4 separate regions of the Mus musculus genome follow, and all the other regions are linked to region 2. The links are chromatin contacts, called in public HiCAR-type and HiChIP or PLAC-seq maps. All regions are on one chromosome and are shown on one strand. The core of a region is the stretch at or near the end of the contact, and the rest is flanking DNA. Distances in the headings are between cores, read along the strand shown.

Region 1 (3,153 bases), core at 116-2,615, 720 kb after region 2:
TCTTAGGTTGGCCTTGAACTTGTGGCAGTCTTCCTGCCAAGCTCATAGAGGGTCATGACCAGGAAGTTGAGATTCAAATTCTGCTTCAGCAGATGCCACAAACTGCCCATTAAACAAAGCATTTCTGGCATTCAACAATGCACTTGGTATCATTTCTTAGGTTTCTGGCAAAAGGTGGTGGGAACAGGTTCTGCTGGCTAAGTAAGGGACTGGGAAGTGTGGATAAAGAGCTTTTTGTCACACAAGAATAACATTTGTCCGGGACACTGCCCAGATGCAGATTTGGATTGGTGACTCAGCTCGGAACCAAGGAGCCACAGTTTATACTTAAGGAAGAGGTGTGACCTTGACCTTGACCTCAGAATTAGTGTCAACTCCCAAGCTGCCTTTACAATTCCTTGTAAATGGGACAGGGTAAACAAGATACAAAAGTAAAGAGGACCCAAGCAGGGCTCCAGAAGAGAGTCACTCCACTGTCTGGCTTTTGAGAAAAACCTTGGAAACTAACTCAAAACAGATGTATGTGACTAGAAGTCCCAGGCCCTCCTCCTGTTCATCCCCAAAGCAACCAATGCCAGACAGCTTAAGATGCCAGCATGGCACTCTACCCTGATGCTCTGCAGGAACAAACCCAGAAGGCTCGGAGATCAAGGCCACTGTAGTGGCCTCTGTCAGCCAACCCTTCCCCTGCAATGATTTCTTAAAGAGGCTAAGAAGGGAGCCTGGAGTATAGAGAGGCAGAAAGCAGGTCCTGGAGCTGCACACAGCATTTTAGGACCTTTGCTTTAAGATAAATAAAGCCAGGAAAGGCATCAACCAGACAGACTTGGGGGTCCGTGGGTTCACACTGGCTCAAGCGTGGAAAATGGATGGGAGGTAAGAAAACAGAAGACAGAAAGACAAAGTAGGCAATTTGGCTAGGAAACCCAAGCAAGAGGCAATTCAAGAGGCCCAAAGGATGTGAAATTGATTAGACTTGTTGATGGATTAGAACTTGAAGGAAAGACAGCCATGAGGGAAATTCCCAGGTATTGGCTTGGCAGCTGACTAATAGAAAAGTCCTATAAAGATCAATCTGAAAGGCTGACACAAGTGCAGAAGTCCTCTAAGACAAACTCCTTACTCTGTGCAGTCCATGTCAAGATGACAAAGTGACAATCCAAACCTTAATTCAATACCTCGTGGTGGCATGTGGGGAACAGAGGCTTGCCATTCAAACTCCACGAAGAAAAAAAGGAAAGTAGAGAAGGGAGATGGAGAGAAGGCTGTGTGTGCATGGCCAGCGCCTCAAGCAGGAGATTACACACATTGCTGGTTAGCTAGAAGAGGTTGTTTGCTGCAGGGACACACCCTACCCAGCTTAGCAGGAAGTGACAGCCTGGATGGGATGGGCCATGCCATTTGTAGTAAGGGCGAAATTTAAGGGCGAGCCACTGTGCACCAGGGATGAAGAAACCCATCAGCAAGAGCCTGGAGGCAATTGAATCAACACAGCTTTAAACACTCCCATTGAGCTGCACCTCCAACTACTAGATGTTAATACTATACATCTGAACCTTCTATTAGGAACTCTAGCCAGGCTGTTTCACAGCTTTAGAGTGGATAGCTCTGCCTGTTGAGATCCCCACTCCTCCCCTGCACCTGAGCCCACTCTTAGCCTCAGACATGCAAGATAAAGAGAGACTGGAAGTTTAGGCTGTCAGTGGGTGCTGCACTGGTCTAGTTACATAAATAATAAACACATTGGGCCAAGTCTAGGACTCACTGCAGGATGGTAAGTGTGTCCAGGCCTGGAGGTCACATGAGAAGTACATCCACGGGCTAATGTTTTTGCTTCTCTGGGTGTCAAGTGAGAGGATGTTATATCCATAGAAGCCAAAAGTATATTTATCTACCTAGGTCTTACATGTCTCAAAATCCTAATCAGTCCTAAACCCATTAACTAGTCTCTCATTTATTCCCATATTCCTTATTCTTTCAGTATGCATCCTTGACCCCATCTCCAGGAGTAAGTCTGTAATCCAGGTTGACAGAGAGCCTGGTGTTCTCTTGGGAGTGGGGAGAGCTACACACAGGCAGAAATATTCCTGGACATTCACAGGAACTATCTGGAAAGAGACTCTTGCTTCCCACCGTACCCAGGAGGAAGCAAGCCCAAAGCTGCAGTGGTGACAATAAGATGCCACCGCAGAAAGAAGATCCAGGACAGCAGAGACAAGTTGCAGTGAGGATGGCAAGCTAGTTGTGTTAGACACTTATTGCTGTGAAGAGATACCATGACTATGGCAGTTTGAAGGATAATGGCACTTCTGAGCTCATATGTTTGAATGCTTGGTCATCAGGAAGTGTCCCTACTTCAGAGAGATTAAGAGGAGTAGCCGTGTTCGATAGAGGATGCATATCACTGAGGGTGGGCATTGAGATGCCAAAAGCCTGTGCCAAGCCCAATGGTTCTTGCTCTTCCTGCTGCCTGCAGATCCTGATGCAGTACCTTTCCAGCACCATGTCTGCCTGCATGGTATCATACTTCTTGCCATGGTGATACTGGACTAAACCTCTGCAACTATAAGCCAATCACAGAGGTTGAGTTCATTCAGTGTTTCTCTGTGGTCATGGTGTCTCTTCATAGCAATAGAACAGTGAATAAGACAAATGACCAAGACAACTTGAATAAAGGGAAATATTTAATTAGGTGGGTGCTTATAATTTTAGAGAGTTATCCCATGATCACCATGGTGGGAAGCAGATGGGCATGGCACTGGAGCCAATGTAGCTAAGAGTTTTACATCCTGATATAAAAGCAATAGGCAGGGAGGGCAAAACTGGAATGGTATGAGCTTTTGAAATCTCAAAGCTCACCCCCAGTGACACATCTCCTCCAACAAGGCCACATCTCCTAATCCTTCCCAAACACATCTGCTATCTGGGGATGAAGCATCCAAACCTATGAGCCTGTGATGGCTATTCTCATTTACCCACCACATCAGATCTCACGGACACTGTGGCACCCTTGCTCTCCTGTCCAAGGATGCTGGTGACTTCCTACTAGTAGGCTGCTAGCACGTGGCTCCTCTCCCTTCTCTCTTCATCCTAAGTCTGCTTGGGCTGAGCCACTTGTCACTGCTTCCAGAACAATTGTCACTGTGAATCCAG
Region 2 (2,784 bases), core at 80-2,579:
CATTCTAGTCAAGTTTTTAGTGCTCCAGGATGACTTTCTGTTTCCCGTGGAAGGTGTTGCTTGGTAAACTTTTGAGAGTGTGCCTCCATACATAGTCCAGGTAGGCATTAAATTTGAGACAGTCCTGCCTCTGTCTCCTGAGTACTGGGATTTCAGGTCAGGTCACTGTAGCCCATATTCAGCTTCATATAAACTTGTTTGTTTTGTATTATTTTCCATACAAGGAAACTTCTTTGTGTAATCTGGGTTAAATTAGTTCATTTTGGATCTGAGGTGATCATGTTTCTGGTAAATTCTTAGGATGTTTATTCCAGGTTGTTGAAATCTACCTGTGAGATCCTGCCTTAGAGTAACTGCAGGGAGTTAGCTCCAACCCAGCTGCCTTCCACCTAAGGCAAGGAGGAGAGAGGTTGCATCCCGGTGACATAAGTATCCACCCTTCCCATCTTTCTCCTTCCTCTGTGGTTTAAAATTACTGACCATTCGAAGCTAGGAAAACATCACTTCTTACAGTAAGATTGGATCCCCCTTCCCCAAAATGTGCATGATAGTCTGCTGTTATATAGAGAAATGAAGGAAATTATGATGTAAAGAATTATTTATGCACACAGCATTGAGTTTGAAGTATATAGAGTTATTAAATTAAAATTCTCTCTAGATTTAAACAGATCTAGAAAAATAAATAAATTAACTTTAGACCCCAGCTCTGCTCCTGAAAATTTCAAATCAAAATATATTTTCCATGTATAAGTTGTTTATCTATATAAGCAATTCATTGTTAAAGAATGATTTCTGGGGGCCTAGGTATTAACTTCACAGACAGTGAGAAACTGAAAAGAGAAAACCACCAAACTGCTAACATCTTTGACCAACTCAGTGACTGAATCAGATTCCGCAAAGGACTTTGTATTAGTAGGTCTGAGTTAGGAGCCATCTAGGCCGGTTCCTTAGAGTGAATCACTGGCTATTTCACCAGCTGCTAGGCTCTGGACAGGCCTGCCTTCCACCCCAAACCTACCACTCACTCTCCCACCCCACCCCATTCTCAAGTAGGGCAGGGAGAGCTTTCACTGTCTTGGTGACTAGAACTAAGAAACTAAAGCAGTTTTTTATCCAGAATGCCATTCACGTTGACCCTTCTGCTGCTGCTGCTGGTGGTGGTGGTGGTGGTGGTGGTGGTGGTGGTGGTGGTGGTGGTGGTGGTGTGTGTGTGTGCATGTGTGTGTGTGTTCCTTCTGCAAAAAAATTGCATTGTTTCCCTTTTGCAAAAGGCTGCCGTGCAATGTATATGGTGACCTGACTGTGGCAGTGAAACCGTTCTATGTGGTTTGTCCCTCCACCCACACACAGCATGCTTTACAGACTTGACAGGGATGGATCAACCCTTAGAGGAACAAAGAAAAAAAAATTCAAAATACCCCTCCTCCAAAAAATACCCCAGAGTGTGAAACTTTCTGAGAAAGTCTGGCCTATTTCTTTAAAGCTGGAAAAAAAAATAACAAAAATAGAACTTTCTTGTTTATTCAGATCATATCAGTTCTGTTTCTAGAACCACACAGCTCAGTTGCTACCCAGCGATTTTTTAGAAAGTCGGATGATTGCGTGCGCGTGGCTTTTGCTGAGAGTGAGCTGTGCTTTTCATATCATTTATTAGAAGGTAAATGCATAATTACACAGCATGCTCATATAAGAGCAATAAACTTTACAGGAGTATTTATAAAGCGGTGTGTTTATATCAACGGCACTACACACACAACAAATAATAATAACATTGTGGAGAAAATTAGCTCCTTTGGTGCATAACATCCAATATGTAGCTCTGTATAATTAATATCCTGCAATTTAACATGTTATTCATTTTCTCTTTTCCCTCCCCTTGACTCAGAAGAAAGCAACAGAATTTGTTTAATTTAATATGGCATTTCACAACAGCATAGAGCCAAAATACATCCTGCTGGATTAATCTGATTTCCCACCCTATAAATCTGAAAGCAGGCCTGGGCTTATTAAGCCAGAGAGAGAGCTCTCTTGGCTTGTTAGTAAGTGTTAGCCTCCCTTCACTGTCTTCCTTGTGTAGCATGTGTTCTTTCTTCTTTTTGATTCTTTATATACTTTTATTCACTGGCTTTCAATAAGGGATTAAGGCTGATTTCCCCAAGAAAAACTGGAGAAGCCTGGAGCCACCTTTGACTGTTAGAATGGCAGAGAACAGTACTCTATGGCTTCCTGGTGTTGCAAACAGTCCTCCATGATGGGAATCCATTGGCTCAAAATGTTACCCATGCTGAGGTCAATAGACCTAGCATGAATTCTCTGGTCTTTTCATATAATACATCCGGATTACAATTTTTCCTTTTTCTACTCTTCCCAGATTCTCCCAGCCTTCCCTCCTATCCCAACCTTCCCTCCCATCCCAACCTTCCCTCCCATCCCAACCTTCCCTCTCATCCCAACCTTCCCTCTCACCCTAACCTTCCCTCTCACCCTAACCTTCCCTCTCACCCTAACCTTCCCTCTCACCCTAACCTCCCCTCTCACCCTAACCTTCCCTCTCACCCTAACCTCCCCTCTCACCCTAACCTTCCCTCCCATCCCAACCTTCCCTCTCATCCCAACCTTCCCTCTCACCCTAACCTTCCCTCTCACCCTAACCTCCCCTCTCACCCTAACCTTCCCTCCCATCCTAACCTTCCCTCTCATCCCAACCTTCCCTCTCACCCTAACCTTCCCTCCCATCCCAACCTTCCCTCTCATCCCAACCTTCCCTCTCACCCTAACCTTCCC
Region 3 (3,004 bases), core at 312-2,811, 600 kb after region 2:
GCATGTGAGCCTCTGAATCCATCTCTCTGCTGGGATAAGGGAAAGCCTCCTCGGCCAGTTGCAGCTCACACACTCACCATGTCAGCAACAGCTGGCCTTAGCCACCAATGAACTGGTATTCCCTTCACAACACATACCCATGAATAGTCATGGTTTTCAACTACTTCCTGGCAGTGGAAGTAGTGATTGTTTAGTAGGAAGAAGATGCTATGGAAAACCTCATGGTTTTTCTCTAGACATTCTCATGGCTTGGTTACCTAGTCATCTTTCTCCTGGTAGTCAACTCTAGCTCCTGCAAATACTTCATAGGGAACTGTTTTAGCTGTTGTTGTTTTTTTCTTTACCTATGAGTTAACAGGTAAACTAGTAGGTATGCTAATTAATAACTGTAACCTAACTATTTTCACCAAAACCAGAAGCTTAGTTGTGTTCCAAAGCGCATACATCTGTTGGTCAGAAGTCAGTATTGATAGGCAAGCTCCAGCCTGTTAGGGTTCTCTTCCGTCCAGGCCACGTGAGTTCCCCGGCATCCATTCCTAGCATGGTCTCCCACCCAATGGCGAGAGAGGACTTCTTCTCTCTTCCAGCCAGTCTATGAAGTGTCACAGGAAAACATATGAGCTCAGGGATATGAAATGTTCCTGGAAGCTCTCAACTGGCCCACAAATGCACTGTGTCATTAGTAAAGCAGGAAGCTACCCTGATCCCTCTACACCTTGGCTTGGGCCCATATTCTCCATATACCTCACTCAGGGAACTCTTCTCCACCATCAGAGACCTGAGCTATTGAGCTATTGGTGGAAAAGTACTTGGTTGTATTTGTCATTTCCATTTTACATCTCAAAAGCCTTGTATGAAACCAGCAATTTCACAGGTCATTTTAATGTCACAAACATTTCCATCTAGATGTGTGTGTGTGTGTGTGAGAGAGAGAGAGAGAGAGAGAGAGAGAGAGAGAGAGAGAGAGAGAACATGCAAGTCTCTGAACTGAGAGCTAAAGGCAATGCTGTTGCTTTAAGTTTGATTGGAAATGGCTCTTATGAACCCATGTATTAAAGACCTGATCACCAGTCTCGGTCACTAATGAGAGATGGTAGGTAGAACCTTTTAGGAGGTTCCTGGTGGAAGGAAGCTAGGTCATCTGTGCAGGGTATTAGTGATGGATATTGGGACCCCACTTCTAATCTGATGAACTGCCTCAGCAGCCCAGCTATGATGTGCAATGCTACCAAAGGCCCAAACCAACAAGGCCAGGCAACTGAACTCTTAGAAACCATAAGCCCCAAAATAAACCCTTTGTTTATTAAATTGATTTTCTCAGGTATTTTGTGAGAGTGATGGAAAGTTGGCTAACACAGCTGCTGGAGGGCTTGAGGTTAAAACAGAGACCCCACCCCCCCAGCTCATCAGGTGTGTGGTCTCATTGACTGTATGCTTCTTGCTATAGAGACTTTATCAAGACATACGTTGCTTTACAACACAGAGATAAAAGCTGATTAATGCTGTGCCTGCTCATTTTCTTTCCTCTTACTTAGCATTCATTATGTAGGTGTTTCTAGATGAGGGAGATACTTCAGTGGTCATGCTCTGTCTTTATCTTTTGGGTCAGCATTTCCTGTATGCTAGTTCCTGCCTAAACCACATCACTTTCTATTTCACTTTGCCAACATTCCTTTAATTGTTATTTTTGTTTTGTTTTGATTCTTCTTCACTAAGGTAGAACTGCTTTCCTGAAGGTGTCTCTGGAAGCGTGTCACTTCCACTGGGATGGTATCTTTTATTTTAAAGAATCCACGGTTAGCTATTTTGAGATCTAATTGTGTGGCATTGAATATGTGCAGTGCTGGTTTGTTTTCAAGGAGAGCATCCTTAGACTCGGAGGCTGGGCTAAGACACACCTGCATGGAAGCAAGAAGTGCCAGGCAAAAGTAAAGGAGCGGGAGAAGGGACTGGGAAGGAACCCAGTGAGAAGTAAGAAAGCAGGTCTACCTTCCGGTGGGGACAGCGCATGAAGTCTTATCTGAGCTTTAGTTTTTGTTTTTGTTTTGCTTTGTTTTGTTTTGTTGTTTTGGTGGTGGTTGTTGTTGTTGTTGTTGTTGTTGTTGTTGTTGTTGTTGTTTTTCAAGACAGGGTTTCTCTTTATAGCCCTGGCTGTCCTGGAACTCATTTTGTAGACCAGGCTGGCCTCGAACTCAGAAATCCGCCTGCCTGTGCCTCCCAAGTACTGGGATTAAAGGTGTGCGCCACCATGCCCAGCTTGGGCTTTAGTCTTTTACACAGCAAAGGAGATGTGTGTTTCAATAGATGGCTTAGAAGACAGCAATTAGGTAAAGAACAGAAAATGAGTTCCTGAGAGGTCTACTACATGGAGATCAGATTCTGACAAAAGCATTGCATTCGTTGGTAGGAAATGACTTCGCCACCCACAAAGACCAACATAGAAAATAACTAATGTGCTTTCAGACTCTTGGACCACCCTCTTTTTGCCCCCAAATGACACTGAAGACGTGAAACCTTGTGTATCATGCTCTTATCAGAAACAAATAGGAGGTCTCCTACTGGAAGAACCTTGTCTTAAATAACTGCTTCCACAAGAAAGCCTCTATCAGGGTAGGTTTTTAAGTCTCTCTCAGAAAACCATGCCAGAGGGACAATGATTTTTTTTAAGATGACAACAACAACAACAACAAAAAGAGACAGTTTGGTTTCAAAAGAATATAATGATACAAGAACTTGGGTTTTTCTGCTGAATTCAAGTGACAGGATTTAAAATTACATGAAAGAATTTCAGCCATCATAAAAAATAAATATGTGCACATCCCAAATGTCCCCTTAGAGAGGAGCTCCTTCCTCAAAGGTCGGAAGTGAGTCGATCAGGACACTCGTTAGGATTGTCCCTTCCGGGACAGTAGAGCCACAAGCAATTTCTTTCTTGGATTCGCCCCACTCTCCATATTTTTAACATGTTTATTGTAGTTTAAAAATACTTCTGTTTCTTACCCCC
Region 4 (2,825 bases), core at 126-2,625, 620 kb after region 2:
CTGTTGTGAATTGTAAATATCTGATATTCAGAATATCTGATATGTGAACCCTGCCAAAGGGTTCTTAACACATAGATTGAAAACTGCTACTCCAATATATCTCCGCTCACTTCTAAAGCAAAGAGATTGTTGGTGCCTCATGTAGGTGTCTCTGGGTGTGCCTTGTGTCGTCTCTTGTCCTGCATGGTACTGGGAATGTATGCCACTCATGGTTCTGCCTCTATGCCCATTAATGTATTCTTCATCGACTTTAAACCTACCTTCCTCCGACTTGTTTTGTAATATTCTTAGGCTTGGCAATGGTCCCATTGCATGGTGGGAGAGGACATTAAAAGTGTCTATACCACAGACTTACATGGAGCAAATGCAGTTGCCTTGTAGTAGAAAACTTCAGAGTATTAAGTTGCCACCTCCGCATGATTACAAATGAAACGCTTGCTCTGCTGTGATGACCTAACTGGTGTCAGGACTTTCCCCTAAGGGAGACTACTATCCTGAACTCATGTCAGTCCCTGAGGACATATAGTCATATGGAAATAGGAAGCCAGAAGAGATTTCTAATGCCTGTGGCCAAATCAGCTGTTTCTGTGCCCTCTGCACTCGCACCTGTCAGGCACCACCAGTCCCATGGAAAGTCCACCCTCGGACGATGCTCCCAGGGCTAGCATGAAAGGAAGGAAGGAAATCTTTCCCATCCCACCTGACAGGTGTCGGGTACAATGCATGCAAGATGACCCCCTTCTCTCTTCACTATGGAAAGGAACTCTCAAGTCCTGTGATGACAGGCACCCAGGGGTAACACTGCAGTACCCTTCTGAAATTGCTCATATATCCACCATGCTTGAAGGTAGGGTGTGGCCGTGAGTGCCAAGTCAATCAACTGAACACTTTCACCCCCACCCACCCACCCTATTGCTAGCTATTTTCAAAAGAGGAGTGCAGGTGCCCAACTTCCTGTGGCCGAAATGACTGGGTTGCTAGAGATGACTCAGTGACATGTGTCGTGGTTGTCTGACACAGCCGGTGTGCCTCAGAGCCCAGGAAAGGTCCCTGCCCACAAACTAGTCAGTCTGCAGCCAAACAGCCCTTGAGTTCCAGGCACCCGGTTCCAGTCCCCCCCACCCCGCACCCCCTCCTGGAGCCAAGATGGACTCTGTGCACAAAGCAGGTGTGGGAAGGGAGGGCAGGGAAGTAGGCCCCATTGTTTTTATAACAATCCCTTCTCATTTTCTATACTGCAGCCTTCAGTCCATTACAGGCAATTTCCTGGCATCACCCAAGCTTGAAAGGCCAGATCAAAAGTACAGGGTGTCCCAGCTGTGTGGGCCTCACTCAGACTGAACACTAACCACAACCCTTGCAGATAATTTATTCCACTGGAGACACCCTGTGCTTCCTCCCTGGGCGCCTGGCCCTCTGGTCTCCTCCACACTCCAATTGTGGAAGTACTCATCTCCCCTGTGACAAAAAAAAAAAAAAAAAAAAAAAAAAAAAAAAAAAAAAAAGGCTGCTCGGCTTTGGTTTCACACCTGCTGGGCTCACAGGATTTGAAGCCATAGTTGGGACATACAAAGGCTCAGAAAGCTGAATTTAGGTTAACAAACTGTGTTCGTTTTAGTATGTTAGAGGAACCTGAGAAGAGGATGTTGATGTTTGGTGCTCAGTAGGTGATCAAGGAATTAGAGCAGAGGCAGGAGCAGAACTTCATGAGGAGGGGTCAGGTGAGTTCTGGGATGGAACCAAAAAGCAGGAGGATAACTACTGCATAGAGAGATGACACAGGGCACAGATCAAGGACAATAGCCTCTAGATTCTTTAAACAACGTGTGTGTGTGTGTGTGTGTGTGTGTGTGTGTGTGTGTGTGTATGTGTTTGTGTTTGTGTTTCTTTCTGACTGTCTGTCCGAGTGTTCGTATTCACATGTGTATATATGAAGGTATACCTGTGTGTCTTAAGTGTGTGTGTGTGTGTGTGTGTGTGTGTGTGTGTGTGTGTGTGTGTCTTTCTGTCTGTCTGTCCGAGCGTGTGTATGCACATGTGTATATATGAAGGTACACCTGTGTGTACATGTATGTGGAAGCCAGAGGTCAACCTCATTCCTCAGGAGCTGTCCACATTGCAGTATGAGACAGAATCCCTCACTTCCTTGGGCCATTGCCAAGGCTAAGCAGACTGTCAAACGAGCCCCAGGATCTTCCTATTTCTGCCTCCTGGTGCTGGGAATGCAAGCCCAGCATTTTTCACTAGTTCCGGGCTGGAAACTCAGAGCCTCCTGATTCTTTGGCAAGCATTTTAACAACCTAGTTATCTTCTTAGCCAGGAAGAACTGTTACCAACCAAATAAGATAACCAGAGAGTAGAATGGACATTGGGAAACGGCTATGCCTGAAGGCTTTTATCTGATTTTATTCTGGTTCATTTTTATTCTATTGAGGTAGGGTCTCAAGTAGTCCAGGATGGCCTCAAACTTCTGGTCCTTTTGTCCCCACATTCTAAGTGCTAGGATTAGAGGCATAGGTTACCACAATTGCTCGTGAAGGTTGTGTTTAAAACCACAAATAATATAGCTGCAGGGTAAGGTAGTTTATTCCTGTAATCCCAGCATTGCGGAGGCTAAGGCATGAAGACAGAAAGATGGCTTCAGGTGTAATGTCAGCACGGGTGACATAACGAGTTCCAGGCAAGCCTGGACTGCACTGTGAGACCTTGCCAAGAGAGAAGGAGGAGGGAGGGAAAAAGGAAGAAAAGAAAGAGGAAAGGAAGAAAGGAATGAAGGGAGAGAGAGGAAAGTAAGGAAAATAAATCAACAAACAACAACAACAAAA

What was found. HiCAR-type assays count read pairs that join an accessible place to other places. HiChIP or PLAC-seq counts read pairs in DNA pulled down with a chosen protein or histone mark.
Region 1: a contact with region 2 is called in a BATF HiChIP or PLAC-seq map of CD8 T cells, with 10 read pairs. The contact joins two enhancer-like sites. A contact is called at or near these places in 2 of 15 datasets of contacts at CTCF or cohesin (large pre-B cells and pro-B cells), 1 of 484 Hi-C or Micro-C datasets (nephron progenitors), 4 of 115 datasets of contacts at active chromatin or transcription factors (CD8 T cells, effector CD8 T cells, embryonic stem cells and 1 more) and 1 of 9 other capture datasets (embryonic stem cells).
Region 3: a BATF HiChIP or PLAC-seq map of CD8 T cells shows a contact between it and region 2, with 6 read pairs. The contact joins two enhancer-like sites. A contact is called at or near these places in 4 of 484 Hi-C or Micro-C datasets (Th1 cells, bone marrow-derived DN3 thymocytes, cerebellar granule neurons and 1 more) and 2 of 115 datasets of contacts at active chromatin or transcription factors (CD8 T cells and embryonic stem cells).
Region 4: a HiCAR-type map of Th17 cells shows a contact between it and region 2, with 5 times the contacts expected there. The contact joins two enhancer-like sites. A contact is called at or near these places in 5 of 484 Hi-C or Micro-C datasets (B cells, CD4 T cells, CD8 T cells and 2 more) and 6 of 115 datasets of contacts at active chromatin or transcription factors (CD8 T cells, T-cell acute lymphoblastic leukemia, Th17 cells and 3 more).

Annotation. Positions count from the first base shown.
Region 1 is chr12:25,333,478-25,336,630 of GRCm38.p6, reverse strand. No RefSeq gene overlaps it. Among named protein-coding and RNA genes, the nearest start is that of Gm36723, 21 kb to the left of the region's middle. Within about 2 kb of position 1,365, at least 44 of the 459 cell types and tissues checked have an H3K27ac peak or open chromatin away from gene starts, as enhancers often do. A contact at or near this core is called in CD8 T cells, effector CD8 T cells and memory CD8 T cells, where this site is marked.
Region 2 is chr12:26,056,461-26,059,244 of GRCm38.p6, reverse strand. No RefSeq gene overlaps it. Among named protein-coding and RNA genes, the nearest start is that of Gm29835, 79 kb to the right of the region's middle. Within about 2 kb of position 1,329, at least 22 of the 459 cell types and tissues checked have an H3K27ac peak or open chromatin away from gene starts, as enhancers often do. A contact at or near this core is called in CD8 T cells, Th17 cells, Th2 cells and 2 more, where this site is marked.
Region 3 is chr12:25,454,363-25,457,366 of GRCm38.p6, reverse strand. The region is part of intron 9 of Gm36723 (a long non-coding RNA gene); the gene reads right to left. Among named protein-coding and RNA genes, the nearest start is that of Gm36886, 19 kb to the left of the region's middle. Within about 2 kb of position 1,561, at least 12 of the 459 cell types and tissues checked have an H3K27ac peak or open chromatin away from gene starts, as enhancers often do. A contact at or near this core is called in CD8 T cells, where this site is marked.
Region 4 is chr12:25,437,096-25,439,920 of GRCm38.p6, reverse strand. All of the region lies in intron 9 of Gm36723 (a long non-coding RNA gene), which reads right to left. Among named protein-coding and RNA genes, the nearest start is that of Gm36886, 36 kb to the left of the region's middle. Within about 2 kb of position 1,375, at least 88 of the 459 cell types and tissues checked have an H3K27ac peak or open chromatin away from gene starts, as enhancers often do. A contact at or near this core is called in CD8 T cells, Th17 cells, Th2 cells and 1 more, where this site is marked.